Linked DNA regions of Mus musculus: region 2 is linked to region 1. The links are chromatin contacts, called in public HiChIP or PLAC-seq maps. All regions are on one chromosome and are shown on one strand. Each heading gives the region's core, a stretch centred on a gene start, on an enhancer-like site or on the middle of the called end of the contact. The rest is flanking DNA. Distances are from core to core; before and after follow the strand shown.

The links. HiChIP or PLAC-seq counts read pairs in DNA pulled down with a chosen protein or histone mark.
Region 2: a contact with region 1 is called in an H3K27ac HiChIP or PLAC-seq map of thymic regulatory T cells, with 4 times the contacts expected there. The contact joins two enhancer-like sites. A contact is called at or near these places in 1 of 484 Hi-C or Micro-C datasets (spermatogonial stem cells) and 1 of 115 datasets of contacts at active chromatin or transcription factors (thymic regulatory T cells).

What each region holds. Positions count from the first base shown.
Region 1 is chr4:15,295,869-15,303,268 of GRCm38.p6, reverse strand. The region is part of intron 1 of Gm29883 (a long non-coding RNA gene); the gene reads right to left. Among named protein-coding and RNA genes, the nearest start is that of Gm29883, 10 kb to the right of the region's middle. Within about 2 kb of position 3,073, at least 54 of the 459 cell types and tissues checked have an H3K27ac peak or open chromatin away from gene starts, as enhancers often do. A contact at or near this core is called in thymic regulatory T cells, where this site is marked.
Region 2 is chr4:16,066,964-16,073,841 of GRCm38.p6, reverse strand. No RefSeq gene overlaps it. Among named protein-coding and RNA genes, the nearest start is that of Osgin2, 57 kb to the right of the region's middle. Within about 2 kb of position 2,426, at least 33 of the 459 cell types and tissues checked have an H3K27ac peak or open chromatin away from gene starts, as enhancers often do. A contact at or near this core is called in thymic regulatory T cells, where this site is marked.

The DNA.
Region 1 (7,400 bases), core at 1,824-4,323:
TGGAGTTATCACAGAGAAAGGAGCTTCAGTTGAGGAAATGCCTCCATGAGATCCAACTGTAAGGCATTTTCTCAATTAGTGATCAAGGGGGAAAGGCCCCTTGTGGGTGGGACCATCTCTGGGCTGGTGGTCTTGGTTCTATAAGAGAGCAGGCTGAGCAAGCCAGGGGAAGCAAGCCAGTAAAGAACATCCCTCCATGGCCTCTGCATCAGCTCCTGCTTCCTAACTTGCTTGAGTTCCAGTCCTGACTTCCTTTGGTGATCAACAGCAACATGGAAGTGTAAGCCGAATAAACCCTTTCCTCCCCAACTGCTTCTTGATCATGATGTTTGTGCAGGAATAGAAGCCCTGACTAAGACAGTATGCTAAAATCTTTGAAAATTAAAAAGAGTGCTTTAAATATGCAGAAATAAAACAGGAAGGAACAAAATCTAGTTTTTAATTTTTTTTTTTGAATTCTTTTAGCAGAGGGCATTTGCCTAGTTGTTGTGAGGTTCAGGGTTAAATCACAAAAAGAAGGAAAAATCACTGACATATTTTGTATTAATAATACATGTCACTTAGTCAAATTCAGAAATCATTGAAGCAATGATTGTTTGGAATTCATTAAAACGATGTGAACTTCAGTTCCATTGAAAGTGCTCAAGGTTTTAAAATACTGTTTAGTGAGATACTGTTCTTATGATAAGTGGTGTATTTTCCCTTCATTTTGAAAAATCTGTTCTCATGTCTGATGTAAATTACCTGTTCATGAACTATGAAAATGTCTGGCATGAAAGTAAATTTTCAAAAATAAGCATTTAACCTGAAAAACACAAGCCCATTTTTGTCTTTTCTTGTGTATGATGTGTCATGTGCACATATATGTATATGCATTTTACTCCATGAAAGATAAGACTAGCAACTGTGCACAAGCTACTGGCAAGGAAAGGTTTTGCCCAGGCGACTTCTTTTGCTCTGCACAATTGTAGCTATAAATGTCATTAAAGTAACTGACCACATGGCTAACCCTACTCTACGCTTCTCACAAAGTGAGTCGGTTAAGGAGCACAGAGCCAGGGAGCTATCAGGGCCAAGTCTGCTCAGTGAAGCCTCAAGTCCTCAATTAATAATAAAGCTGAGCTAGAACACTTCCTGCTGGACTGACAGGCCCCCTAAGAGTTCTGTCTTCTGACACCAACTCTCCCTGGAGCTCTCTGGACAGTCGTGGGTAGAAGTTAAGGGAGAGCATGTTACACCATGGACTGAAATAGATCCCTTGGCATCTAGTCACTAAAAAAGTCTGTGATGGCTTCTTGCTGACGTGGTACCGGGCACGAATTCCTACAGCCCTGGGAAGTTGTTTCCACATCTACTAAGTTTTTTATATCCATCTGTTAATGTGGTGCTGGCAGTAATGTGCTGCTTCTCTTTATCTTTAGAATGTCAAGCTACTCTAATTTAATGTGTATAATATAATAGCAAGCATGTAGTATTATTACACCGATGTACCTGTTTGGTGTCTTTAATACACACATCACTTAGAATTTGAAAACTAAGACTGCTTTCTGAAAGGAAAATCTAAGTGGCCTCCTATGTATTGGACCTTAAGAAAATTCTCACAGGTCTTTTCCTGATCGCTGGGATGGTTGGCAGATGAGACTGGCTCCTTCTCCCTTTTATGTATGTAATAAAGCAAATGGTTGCCTGTTTGTAACTCCAGGAAGCTGCTAATGGGCCTCCCGAGAAACAGTTAATTCCCAAACCTCCTTTAAAGGCTGAGCCTATTTATATGCGCATTTAGAACCTGCTAAGAGTTTATCTTTGCTGTTCCAGCTACCTTTGCAGGAAGGTAATTTAGGAATGGACACAGAAGGGTCAGCCCCCACAGCCTGAGGGCCTTATGCACCTACCTCAGAGAAGCTGGCAAACCCAGCACTGGTCCTTTCCCCTCCACTACCAAGTCCTATGTTTACAGTTCTTTAGAAGCCTGGAGCAGATGATAATTCTTTGCATTCCCACTACCCACTTCTAACTGACGTGAAAATGTTGGGGGTTGTCAGAACTAGACCTGCGCTCTTTCCATCCTCCGGGTGATCCATCTAATTCAAAGGCTCTCGGGGTTTGGGTTCTTAACGTCTATACCTCTAAGGTTTCATTCTAACTGTCTGACTCTTATAGCCAATGCCTACTAACCTCTCTTGGATGTCTAACAGACGTCTTCATTCTAACCTGTCTGAAGCAGAGCTGTTTCACTCTGCTCCCCACCTCATTCCTGCCGTCCTTACTGAATTGTGAGCACCCACTCAGTTCTTCAAGCCTGAAGCAAAAGCGGACGTCATCCTCAGTCACTCTTTTCCAGTACGCCATGTCCAGTTTGTTAAAGGTTCTCTCACTGCGAACTGTGGACTTTGGAATTCCTCTTTGCCATACCTGCTGCCTTTGTGCTCTTGTCTAGACACACTGAAGATAGCCTTCAAACTGGTTCCCAGACATTTCTGGTCTCCTTGTAATCCATCCATTCTCCACAGTCAACCAGGCTGACTTCAGCAAACAAGGTTTTCAGATTGGCAATGAAGTTGGACCAACAGTGAGAGAGGTATGGTTTTCTGAGCCATTTCAAGCATGATAAACCCATCCTAGATCCCTGAGACTGTCAGTCCTTCCTCTGTCTTTAAATCCAGAGTAAACACTAGCACGTTATTATCATTTAGAACAAAGAGCCAGTTCACATTTTCCAGTCATCTTAATAGTGTCTTTCATGACAAAGATTATATCTAGGGCCACATACTGTATTTAGATGTCATGCTACTCAGCTGTCATATGTCTTTAGGATCCTTCGAGGTGCAATGGTTTCTATTTTTCTTTTAATGTCAAGCTTGGCAATTTTAAGATTACTGGCTCTTTATTTTCTATTACTATCTCAGCTTGTGCCTTGTATTTCCTCATGAAAATATTCATATTCTATGTTGTTAGTAAAAATTCCACGAAGTAATGCCTTTTTACCCCTGCCCCCTTCTCATTGCATCATATATGGTTTTATCACTTCTTCCAAGAAGCAGAAGGCAAGGCAGATTAGAGATAATGATAGGTTTGTTATGCACACATTTGCAAAGGATGGGGTGGGGTGCGCAGAGCAGGAAGGAGTAGGCAGGGGTAAGAACACAAGATCTATAAAAAGGAAGAAGAAGCAGAGTGCAGTGGAGTTCTGGGAAAGTGTCAGAGGCTGCTGGGGCATCTCCAAGGAGAGCTGCCTGATAAAGGAAGAAATGAAGCAGGAATGGACAGCCTCCATGCAGTTCCCTCAGCATGCTCAGCATTGGGTTGGCCCATCCAGGGAAAACAACGACCTCAGTATTCAAGGGGACAGACTGATGTGTCAACCATTTCCTTCCTTCACAACACGCTCTGTTTCCAGGGCACATTCATGGTCACCACACATGATTTCTTGTGACGTTTACTTGGTCAGCTGTGGTAACAGCTCGGTTTCTCAAGTATTGGATTGGTGGCTGCAGAAAAGTAAGCTGTGATTATCATTTTGCTCTTCAATTGTCCGAGATGAGATGCTGACTGCTGTGTCTTTCTGAAGGGTCTTTACCATTCTTTTATGCTTCTTTCCTATCAGTACCAAACAGGTCCAGACTCCACTTGGTCTTTCCTTGCCCCAGTCAAGGAAAACCACCAGTTCCTTTTAGTTGAATGGCATGTTGAAACCAGCATCTGCGTATTAGATGACACTATTGCTATTGAAGTATCTTTACTCCCAGGCCCTCCCAATGAGCTTAAACAAAATATATTTATCTATCTATCTATCTATCTATCTATCTATCTATCTATCTATCTATCTATCTATCTATCTGTTGCACATGTTTAAAAACTAATAAGATTAAAATTCTAAACCGGTACCAACTGGTTCACTCTAAGTTTCCTCCTTTTCATGTTTGTAACTCCTTTCTTTCATAATGAGAAACAGGATATCCTTTTGTACTCCATGTATTTCATCCCAATTGCATTAAAAACAATCATGCGACGTCACTCAGCCCCCCACCAATGCTGTGCTCCTTCTTGAACAGCTCCCTGAACTCAACTGTAAATCATTTAGAAGCACAGGTTTCTGAGACAACTCATGTCACTGCTGCAACCAACAGTCAAATGGTGTTACCAAAATAGGATTTAACACTAGCATTCACACAAACAAACAAAAATTAAGAAAAATAATAACTAGATATATGCCCAGGAGAGGTATTGCTGGATCCTCCGGTAGTACTATGTCCAATTTTCTGAGGAACCGCCAGACTGATTTCCAGAGTGGTTGTACAAGCCTGCACTCCCACCAACAATGGAGGAGTGTTCCTCTTTCTCCACATCCACGCCAGCATCTGCTGTCACCTGAATTTTTGATCTTAGACATTCTGACTGGTGTGAGGTGGAATCTCAGGGTTGTTTTGATTTGCATTTCCCTGATGATTAAGGATGTTGAACATTTTTTCAGGTGCTTCTCTGCCATTCGGTATTCCTCAGGTGAGAATTCTTTGTTCAGTTCTGAGCCCCATTTTTTAATGGGGTTATTTGATTTTCTGAAGTCCACCTTCTTGAGTTCTTTATATATGTTGGATATTAGTATCCTATCTACCGGAGGATCCAGCAATACCTCTCCTGGGCATATATCCAGAAGATGCCCCAACTGGTAAGAAGGACACATGCTCCACTATGTTCATAGCAGCCTTATTTATAATAGCCAGAAGCTGGAAAGAACCTAGATGCCCCTCAACAGAGGAATGGATACAGAAAATGTGGTACATCTACACAATGGAGTACTACTCAGCTATTAAAAAGAATGAATTTATGAAATTCCTAGCCAAATGGATGGACCTGGAGGGCATCATCCTGAGTGAGGTAACACATTCACAAAGAAACTCACACAATATGTACTCACTGATAAGTGGATATTAGCCCCAAACCTAGGATACCCAAGATATAAGATATAATTTGCTAAACACATGAAACTCAAGAAGAATGAAGACTGAAGTGTGGACACTATGCCCCTCCTTAGATTTGGGAACAAAACACCCATGGAAGGAGTTACAGAGACAAAGTTTGGAGCTGAGATGAAAGGATGGACCATGTAGAGACTGCCATATCCAGGGATCCACCCCATAATCAGCATCCAAACGCTGACACCATTGCATACACTAGAAAGATTTTATCGAAAGGACCAGATGTAGCTGTCTCTTGTGAGACTATGCCGGGGCCTAGCAAACACAGAAGTGGATGCTCACAGTCAGCTAATGGATGGATCATAGGGCTCCCAATGGAGGAGCTAGAGAAAGTAGCCAAGGAGCTAAAGGGATCTGTAACCCTATAGGTGGAACAACATTATGAACTAACCAGTACCCCGGAGCTCTTGACTCTAGCTGCATATATATCAAAAGATGGCCTAGTCGGCCATCACTGGAAAGAGAGGCCCATTGGACATGCAAACTTTATATGCCCCAGTACAGGGGAACACCAGGGCCAAAAAGGGGGAGTGGGTGGGCAGGGGAGTAGGGGTGGGTGGATATGGGGGACTTTTGGTATAGCATTGGAAATGTAAATGAGCTAAATACCTAATAAAAAAATGGAGAAAAAAAAAAGAAAAATAATAACTAAAAAAAATGCCAGATAGGAAAAGAGACATGGAAGATATCTGTTGTCTGAAATATTTAGTACATGATGGTATAGCATCCTAGAGTGTTATTCTAGAAACAGGATTTTAAGCAGGGAAAAGAAGAGAGAAAGACAAACCAAGAATGACAGAAGTGCTAAATAGAGAATTCAAAGAATATAATTACTATTGAGATTGTAACAGGAGACGCTTTTCAAGACATTAAAGAGAATCCAGGTGAGACTTCATCTTGTTAGAGAAATAAGAAAATAGCTGGGCCTGGTGGCGCACACCTTTAATCCCAGCACTTGTGAGGCAGAGGCAAGCGGATTTCTGAGTTCGAGGCCAGCCTGGTCTACAAAGTGAGTTCCAGGGCAGCCAGGGCTACACAGAGAAACCCTTTCTCAAAACAAAACAAAACAAAACAAAACAAAACAAAACATAATAATAATAATAATAATAATAATCAGAGGCCAAGATTAAGCCATGTTGAGCGAGTCAGCTTGAACCCTTCATCCCAGCACCTAGTGGAGGGAGCATCCCTGGGAGTTTGAGATCAGTCTGGTCTACATATTAAGTTACAGATCAGCAAGAGAACTGTCTCAAACACACACACACACACACACACACACACACACACACACACACACACACACACAGAGACAAACCATGATCAAAATGTATGAAGTTTTCAAAAATAAATAAACACATAAAAAAGAGCTTTCAGACAGAAGTAGCTAAGTATTTAGGTTAAGTATCATGAAGCTGAAAGATGAATAAAAACTCTACAACTACAATCTATATAGTTACCAATGTGAAACTAGTAATTATAAATATTCATAGAAACACAAGGAATACTACTAATTACTAGATAGGATAAAACAAACCAATAATAAGAATGCTTCTCATTTAATTAATGGTGAAGAATTCAGAACACGGAGCATTGCCAAAGATCCTGAGAGTATGTCTTGCTTCTTAAATAGGGGCTTGGAGATATGGGTCTATTGTTAAATCACTTGATGCCTAAATGAGGACCACAGTTTAGATCCCCAGAACCCATGTAACTACCAGGTGGCAATTGTGGCTTATAATTCCTTTTGGCTTAAAACATATAACAAAAGGCTTATAATTTTAAAAATCTATGCAGGAGTAATCTTAATTTGCTACAATTTACTATATATGTGATTCAACTCTTGCTTTAAGAAAAAAAATAGATCTACCAAAATAAATAAGTCTACCAAAAATATACATATTTTAAACAATAGTCACATGGCTGGCAGCCATCTCTACTAAGGTTAAAGGATACACGCCACATGACTTAACCCCCATCTTAACATGACTACGTGGATAAAAGACCAAGGAAGCACCTATAAAATTTCTTCGTCCTATTGAGCCCTCTGTTTATCATTGTATCTAATTTCAGACTAAGGAAGCTATAGCAAGTTTCCAAAATATCTTGGATTAGGATGGATTTGTATATGATAAATTCCTAACGTTATAAAGGTATACTCAGGTTAATAGACCCTAACTTAAAAATATATGTACGACTACTTTTATGCCTTTGCTAACTCTATTCAACACTGGGGCTCTAAAAAGTTTAGATAGATAAAAATAGGGTTTTTAAATAAGGTTTGATAAATAAGGTTTATAAATCCCTAAGGTCCACTCACGTTCACAGTAATATCTGAGTTGTCTGTCTTTGCTCCTTTGTTAAGCTGGTATTAGGACTCCCCTACACCAGCTACCAGGCCTTTTCCCTGGGTTTCAGCACTAGGTG
Region 2 (6,878 bases), core at 1,177-3,676, 770 kb before region 1:
TGCTACTGTTATATTAGAACTTCAAAAGTTCAGAGTTCTAACATTAATCAACACAGTTCTTATAAATTAGCCTAACTCTAACAAAGCAATCCACTGTATGATCCACTTTCCTAGATACAAATTTAAGTTTCCTTTGGTGGTCTTTTAACTATAGACTTAAGGTGTTTCTCAGGCTAAATCTGTAAGACCAATTATTTTGTAAACTTAAAAAGGTTCCCATAAGCTCCAGGAAATCCATTCAGATCTACCTCTCATGAATCAAGTGGACCCCTGATAATCAATACCCTAAGTTTCCACCTGTTGCATATTTCAGAGGGTGGATGTGGGATCCTGAAAGGTAGCCTGTTTCTTCATTGGGCTAAGGCTTGAAACCCCAGAAACACTGAAGGGATGGTAGGTGCTTCGCTGTTCCAGGCTCTGTCACTAGTCACAGACCCTTCCCCCCCCCCCCCCCCATAGATTTGTAGCCATCAATCACATAAGGGCAATGCCCCAAGCCCCTCCACATATAGAGGATATGACCTGTGGTCACGTAAGCTCAAGACAAATCTCCATTTTAATGGGGTACCTAAAGGCCTGGAGGGCTTAGCCAATAAGCTTTCCTGCCCAGACACTCCTCCCTGCAAAAGGTATTTAACCTCAGGCCCACCCTGGGAAGTGGGGTATGGTTTTACACATCCACTTTCTGCCATGAAATAAATGCCTTAACACCATGGATTGGCTCTTTTCATCGGGATCTGCTGTGGGGACCCATGGAGAAGGCCTTGACCTATAAAGCCACTGTCTAATCTCACGTAGAAGGCCTCTCTGCTCTCTTAGCCACAACTACCACCAAGGCCAAGCCTGCTGCCTCTGTCAAGCCAAGTACTCTCCCCTTGGAACCAGCCGAAGCTACCCCTTCCCCCCGACCCCAGGCTAGATCCTGCCTACAGGCCCCCACTCTGTTCTCTGCTCTTCTCAGGCTCCCAGGGATGCCTGCGTGTCCAAGAGCCTGAGAACCAGATGGCCCCGGCCTCATCGCTGGCCTGGGGACCCCTGAACCAGCTCTGCCATGGTGCTTGTTCCTCCTCCCCAACGTCCATGTCCTGTGGCAGAGCAGACACAGGACCCACAACGCCACAGGTTCCCACCCTCCCCCTGTTCCCTGGTTTGGGGATTCTCCTCCCCCCAACCACCAAGACCATGAGCCTAAAGGCTTCAAATACATACCCAAGAAAAAGATTTGTTCCCAAACTTACTTAAACTTTATTTTCTGTCTCTAATATGTATGTATTTCAGTTTCTTGCAAAGTCCAGGCATTTTCTCAAAATCTGCTCTACCTTCACAGACACTTCTACTGCACCTGCACTTTCCTAGCCTCAGATGATTCCACAGACCCTGGGCAGCAATGAAACAGCCAGCTCTCCCGCGACTTGACCAACAGCCCGTTCCCAGTTTTCTTAGGTTCCCAAAAGACACAGTGATCACCCCAACGTCAGCAGGAAGTAATTAAAGAACACGACGACCCCATTTCTGCCCCACCATCCCTTCTTTCTAGTTCCTCATTTTTAAATTAAACTCAAATAGAGGAATGTTGGCATTTCGTCTAGGCTCTGCCTAACAGTTACCTAGCAACAGCCAGGTAGGAGCCTGCTCACTATAAGAAGGGCTGTTTGGCTTCCATCTGTGTGTCTCTATCTCAGTCTCTTTCTGTCTTTCTGTCTCTCTCCCTATGTTATCTTTCACTTCCTCTCTCTTCCTCTCTCTTTCCATCTACTCTTTCTCCTTCCCTCTCTCTCTCTTCCCCACATGTCCCTAGCCGGCCTCTTCCCTTCTTTTTTTCTTCCCCTCTCCTCTCCCTCTCTGTCCTTTTCTGTCCCCCTCCCTTCTCAGTCTCTATCCCCTTCTCCAGGTCCCAAATAAACTTCCTTTATACTAGGCATGTGCACGGCTTAACTGTTCAGGGCTACACCTTGGCAGGGCCCGCTGAGATAAAACACAACAGTAACTGATACTCAAAATTGTTTCGAGGAGTTAACGGTTCATACTGCTATAAAGCTGTGAGTGCTGGGCCCTGGGACTGGCTTGCAAGAAAAAATGGAAGAGTTTGGAGGTATGGGCTAGAGAAACTTTAACAGACTCTAAGCAGAGCTTAATAGGAAATCCCAGTGGGTCTTTGGAAGACCACAGTGCTGGTGGGAATATGAAGAGTGTAGACTGCACTGGTGAGGTTTCAGATGAGAATGACGGCCCTCTGGGAAAGTAATGACCACTTGTTCTACATACTGAGAAAGAAAGCTATTCATTCTTTTGGTTTGGGTTTTGGTTTTGGTTTTGGTTTTGGTTTTGGTTTTGCTTCACAGAGGATCACAGCTAAAAGAACCCTCAGTCTGAGTAGAGACATGGAACTTGAGACTTTTGAATCATGTTAAGACTGCTGGGGCCCTTGAAGCTGCACCCGATGTACTTTGCATGGGATGACACTGAGCTCAGGGGTGCCTGTGGCAACATGGTATAGGGTGAGTCATAAATACCTTCCACATGCTCTCAGCATCTGTAATTATTTCAAAGACTGGGAACCCAGTAGAAGGTGGAGAAAATGGGTAACTGGGGACAGGGCTTTGAAGGTTATACCTGTTTCTGGTACAGGCTGCTATTTCTGCTTCTTGGTCTGCTTCATAAAAGAAAACTCTTACAACATGCCCCACTGAGCCTTCCCTGCTATGATCTGCTGAGATGCCCTGACACAGTGAGCCAGAACAAATCATTCTCTCAGTCATTGCTTCTGCCATGTATTTTGTCTCAGTAAACAGAAAAGTAGCTAATACTTTAATGAGATAATATTTAAACTGAGTTTTAAAAGGTATGATGCGGGGGGAGGGGGCACTGGAAAGATGGTTCAGTGGTTAAGCATACTGACTGCTCTTCCAGACATCCTGAGTTCAATTCCCAGCAATCACGTGGTGGCTCGCAACCATTGGCAATGGGATCTGATGCCCTCTTCTGGTATATCTGAAGAGAGCAACAGTGAACTCATTATATAGAACAGATAAATAAATCTTTAAAAAATCTGAGACTGCCCACCTGGGGATCCATTCCATATACAGTCACCAAACACAGATGCTATTGCAGATCCCGTAAAGTGCTTGCTCACAGGAGCCTGATATGGCTGTCTCCTGAGAGGCTCTACCAGAGCCTGACAAATACTGAGGTGGATGCTCGCAGCCAACTATTGGACTGAGTGCAGGGTCCCCGATGGAGGAGTTGGAGAAGGGACTGAAGAAGCTGAGGGGGTTTGCAGCCTCATGGAGGGAGCAACAGTGTCAACTGGCCAGATGCCCTGGAGCTCCTGGGGATTGGACCAAAGAGTACACATGGAGGGACCCATGGCTTTGACTGCATATGTGACAGAGGATGGCCTTGTTGGACATCAGTGGGAGGATCAGCCCTTGGGTTTGAGGGGGTTAGGTGCCCCAGTATAGGGGAATGACAGGACAGGAAGGCAGGAGTGGGTGGGTAGGTGGGGGAGCACCCTCATAGAGGTAGGGGGAGGGGAGCAGATAGGGAGTTTCTGGAGGGGAGACCTGGAAAAGGGATAACATTTAAAATGTAAATAAAAAAATATACAATAAAAATATCTGTATTTTTTTAAGGTATGACAGGGAGGAAGGACCCTAAGGAAAAGGAAAAGTGAGGGTACCAATATATACAACACGTAAAAATATATAGAAATCAAAACTATAAAAATGAGATAAAAGAAGATCATTACATAATGATAAAGGAGTATATCTGGAAGAATAATGTTATGAATGCATATATGCTCAACATCAGTGCAACTAAGCACATAATATAAATATTGGAATATCAGGAAGGAGGTATACATTTTATTATACTAATAATAGGAGACACTGGGTATATCATCCGGATAGAGAAACTAGAAGGAAACATCAGACTGAAGCTATACTTTAAAATGAAAGGACCTAACAGGCCTATACAGACTGTTCTATTCATCAATAGCAGAATATACATTCTTAATGCACATGAAACATTCTACAGTGTAGATCTTGTTATGGTACAAAACATCTCAACAAATTTTAAAAGCTTAAGTCAATAAATTTCAATCAAAGTACCCTTTTACAATCAGAAAGCTATTAAACTAGAAATTTAAAGCAGGAGGAAAAAATGTATGAGATCTCAGGATGTAGTTCTGGAACGCAAGATTTCTGTCTCCCTCAAAACCTTCTATTGTGTAAAACAAAATGAAATAAGATTAAAAATAATTGAATGCAAAGTATATACAAGCCATACTGCTTTTAAATGCATCCATATTATTGTCACTAGAGGGAGCTCAATGTTTAATTTGTATTCTAAAGGCATGCAGCACATTGGTGATCAAAACTGCAGTTTGTATTCCAGTGCAATGTGTGTAAGAGGCTTCCAAAAATATATATAGTTATTTTCCTCAGAAAATAAAAGTGACTGAATTTAATAGTTCAGCTGCTTGTTGTGTTGGAGAAGTGTAAATGCCTTGATCTCTGTGGCGCCAGTGTCAAAATGACACAAACATGTCTTTGGATGTTCAAAGAGGTTGGCACTCTTTGCAGCAGTCACAAAATGAACAGAGGAATGGGTAAAGATCAGAGCATTGTGCAGAGCAGACAGGACAGTGACAACAGAGACAAGAGCTGGCCTGGGGTGAGCCTCCACCTTATGTCTGTATTGACATTATATGCGAACCATTCATAAACATACCACTTGAGAAAAACAAGCTAAAACCAAACAACAGAAAATCAAGGGAAATATCTGTTCGTCACCACCATTTCTACCCACAAGTTAGTAACCTTTAGACTGGAGCTGTGCTTTAAAAAGGATTAGTTGAGACATTTACAAAAAAACAAACAAACAAACAAACAAACAACAACAAACCTTTGTTAATTCGTGGAACTAAGGTGTTTTGAAAAGTACAGGGGTATTCCAGGTCTCATAAGGAGAACTTAGCTGAACGAGCCTGTAGTGAAAATTAAGAAGATAAAAGCATTGCGTATACAACCTTGAGGCCTAATGCTTAGGGGAGATACAAAGCATAAGAAAGTAACAGCCATCTCCAGGTGTGGCACCTACTTCTTATGGGGAGAGCCAGGAAACACTGTTGCTAATTTGGGTATCCTAATAGAAATGTGGACAAAGATAAAATGACAGGTTCTTGACTCTGGCAGTCACTTGGAACAGGTTATCCACCTCTTACCTACACAAATATGCTTTTGTCCTCTCTAGTCCCTCTGTTTTCCTGGACACTTGTGGGCAGGAGTGCTCACCCACCGGGACAATAATATTTACACAGTGTTGAGCAAACTTGTCCTGGTCTACAGGGAGTCCCACCACACATTAAGGTAGCCTCATCTCTTACAGAATGGCTCTAATTCTGTCAGTGACTGGATATTCTGCTGTAGAAATTAACCTTTTATTCTAATTCTTTTCTTTGGCAGAGAAGCTTGAGAAGTATTTTCTTCTCAGGAAAGGTGATATTGAACTTGAGAACAGGCATCGTGTCTTGCACAGCTCCGTCCTGCTCCTGCATGAAACTCCCTCCCGCAGACTTTCTTTGTAGCCAACACATATAGGCTTCTTCATATTTTCATTAAAATTAATTTTTTTTGGTATACAACATTGTAGAAATTCAGAGAATTCACACAGTCTTAAGAGACTTTCATGGACTTTAAAGAGAACTATATTTTAGCGTCAGCATGTTGAACTTTGACCCTTGCAATTTTGATATCCTTTAGTTACCATACATACAGCATCTTTGTGTCTTGTCTTCTATCTACCCTTTTTGATTTACTTGAATCTTCTGCAATAGAGTTAAGGGTTCTGATTTTTCTCTCATCTTTCCTTTTAACCTTTGGAAAAATCTAGTCATGCTTATCTTGGAATGAAATCTTATTTTACCAAACAAAACCCTTCAGTCTTAAAAAAGTATTTTCTTTTCTTTTTAATTTGCCTTACCGAAAAAACCCAAAATGCATCTGCTTATATTCCTTTTTTTAATTTTTTATTAATTTTATTTATTTTTTGTTTTTTTGTTTTTTTGTTTTTGTTTTTGTTTTTGTTTTCAAGACAGCGTTTCTCTGTATAACCCTGGCTATCCTGGAACTCACTCTGTAAACCAGGCTGGCCTCAAACTCAGAAATCTCTCCTGCCTCTGCCTCCCAAGTGCTGGGATTCAAGGCGTGTGCCACCACTGCCCAGCTTTATATTCTTATATTGTCTCCTCTATCTATCTTTCCTACACAGTTGTTTCTTTTTGTTTTATTTCTCCCCTTAATGTAATGAGACACAGTAATAAAATAAATAAGTTTATCAACTTCCTGAACAAGAGTTGAATCCAAATCCTACTTATGACACCATGCCAAGAGTTAAGATTCCCTGGCCACACACTGCTAAGTTATAAGGTTCTTCTCTATTATCTTCCCAGCCAGGCTTCTTTGCTGCTTGAAGGTTTTTTATTTTTTTATTAATTTTCTATGAATTTTATATCATGCACCCCAGTCCCCCTCATCTGCCAGTCCCTTCATATCTGTTCTCTGCCCTTGCAAAACGCCCCCCAAAGAAAATAAAGAACAAAAATAAAATAAAATAAAACAAAATGAACAAAACAAACAAAATCTCACTGAGGAGGCTGAAATGTGTCACAGCGTGCTGCACAGGATACTCTTTGGTCCACACATCTTTACTTGTAAATGTTCTTTGCAGTGAATCATTGGTCTGGTTTGAGGCCTCTGGCTTCTGCTACCCTATCAAAACTGGATCATCATTGGGACACCTCTTGAATATCCTGTCATTGCCATCTATCATGGAGGTCCTGCAATTTTGGACCAGCCCCTTCAAATGTTCTTGCAGTT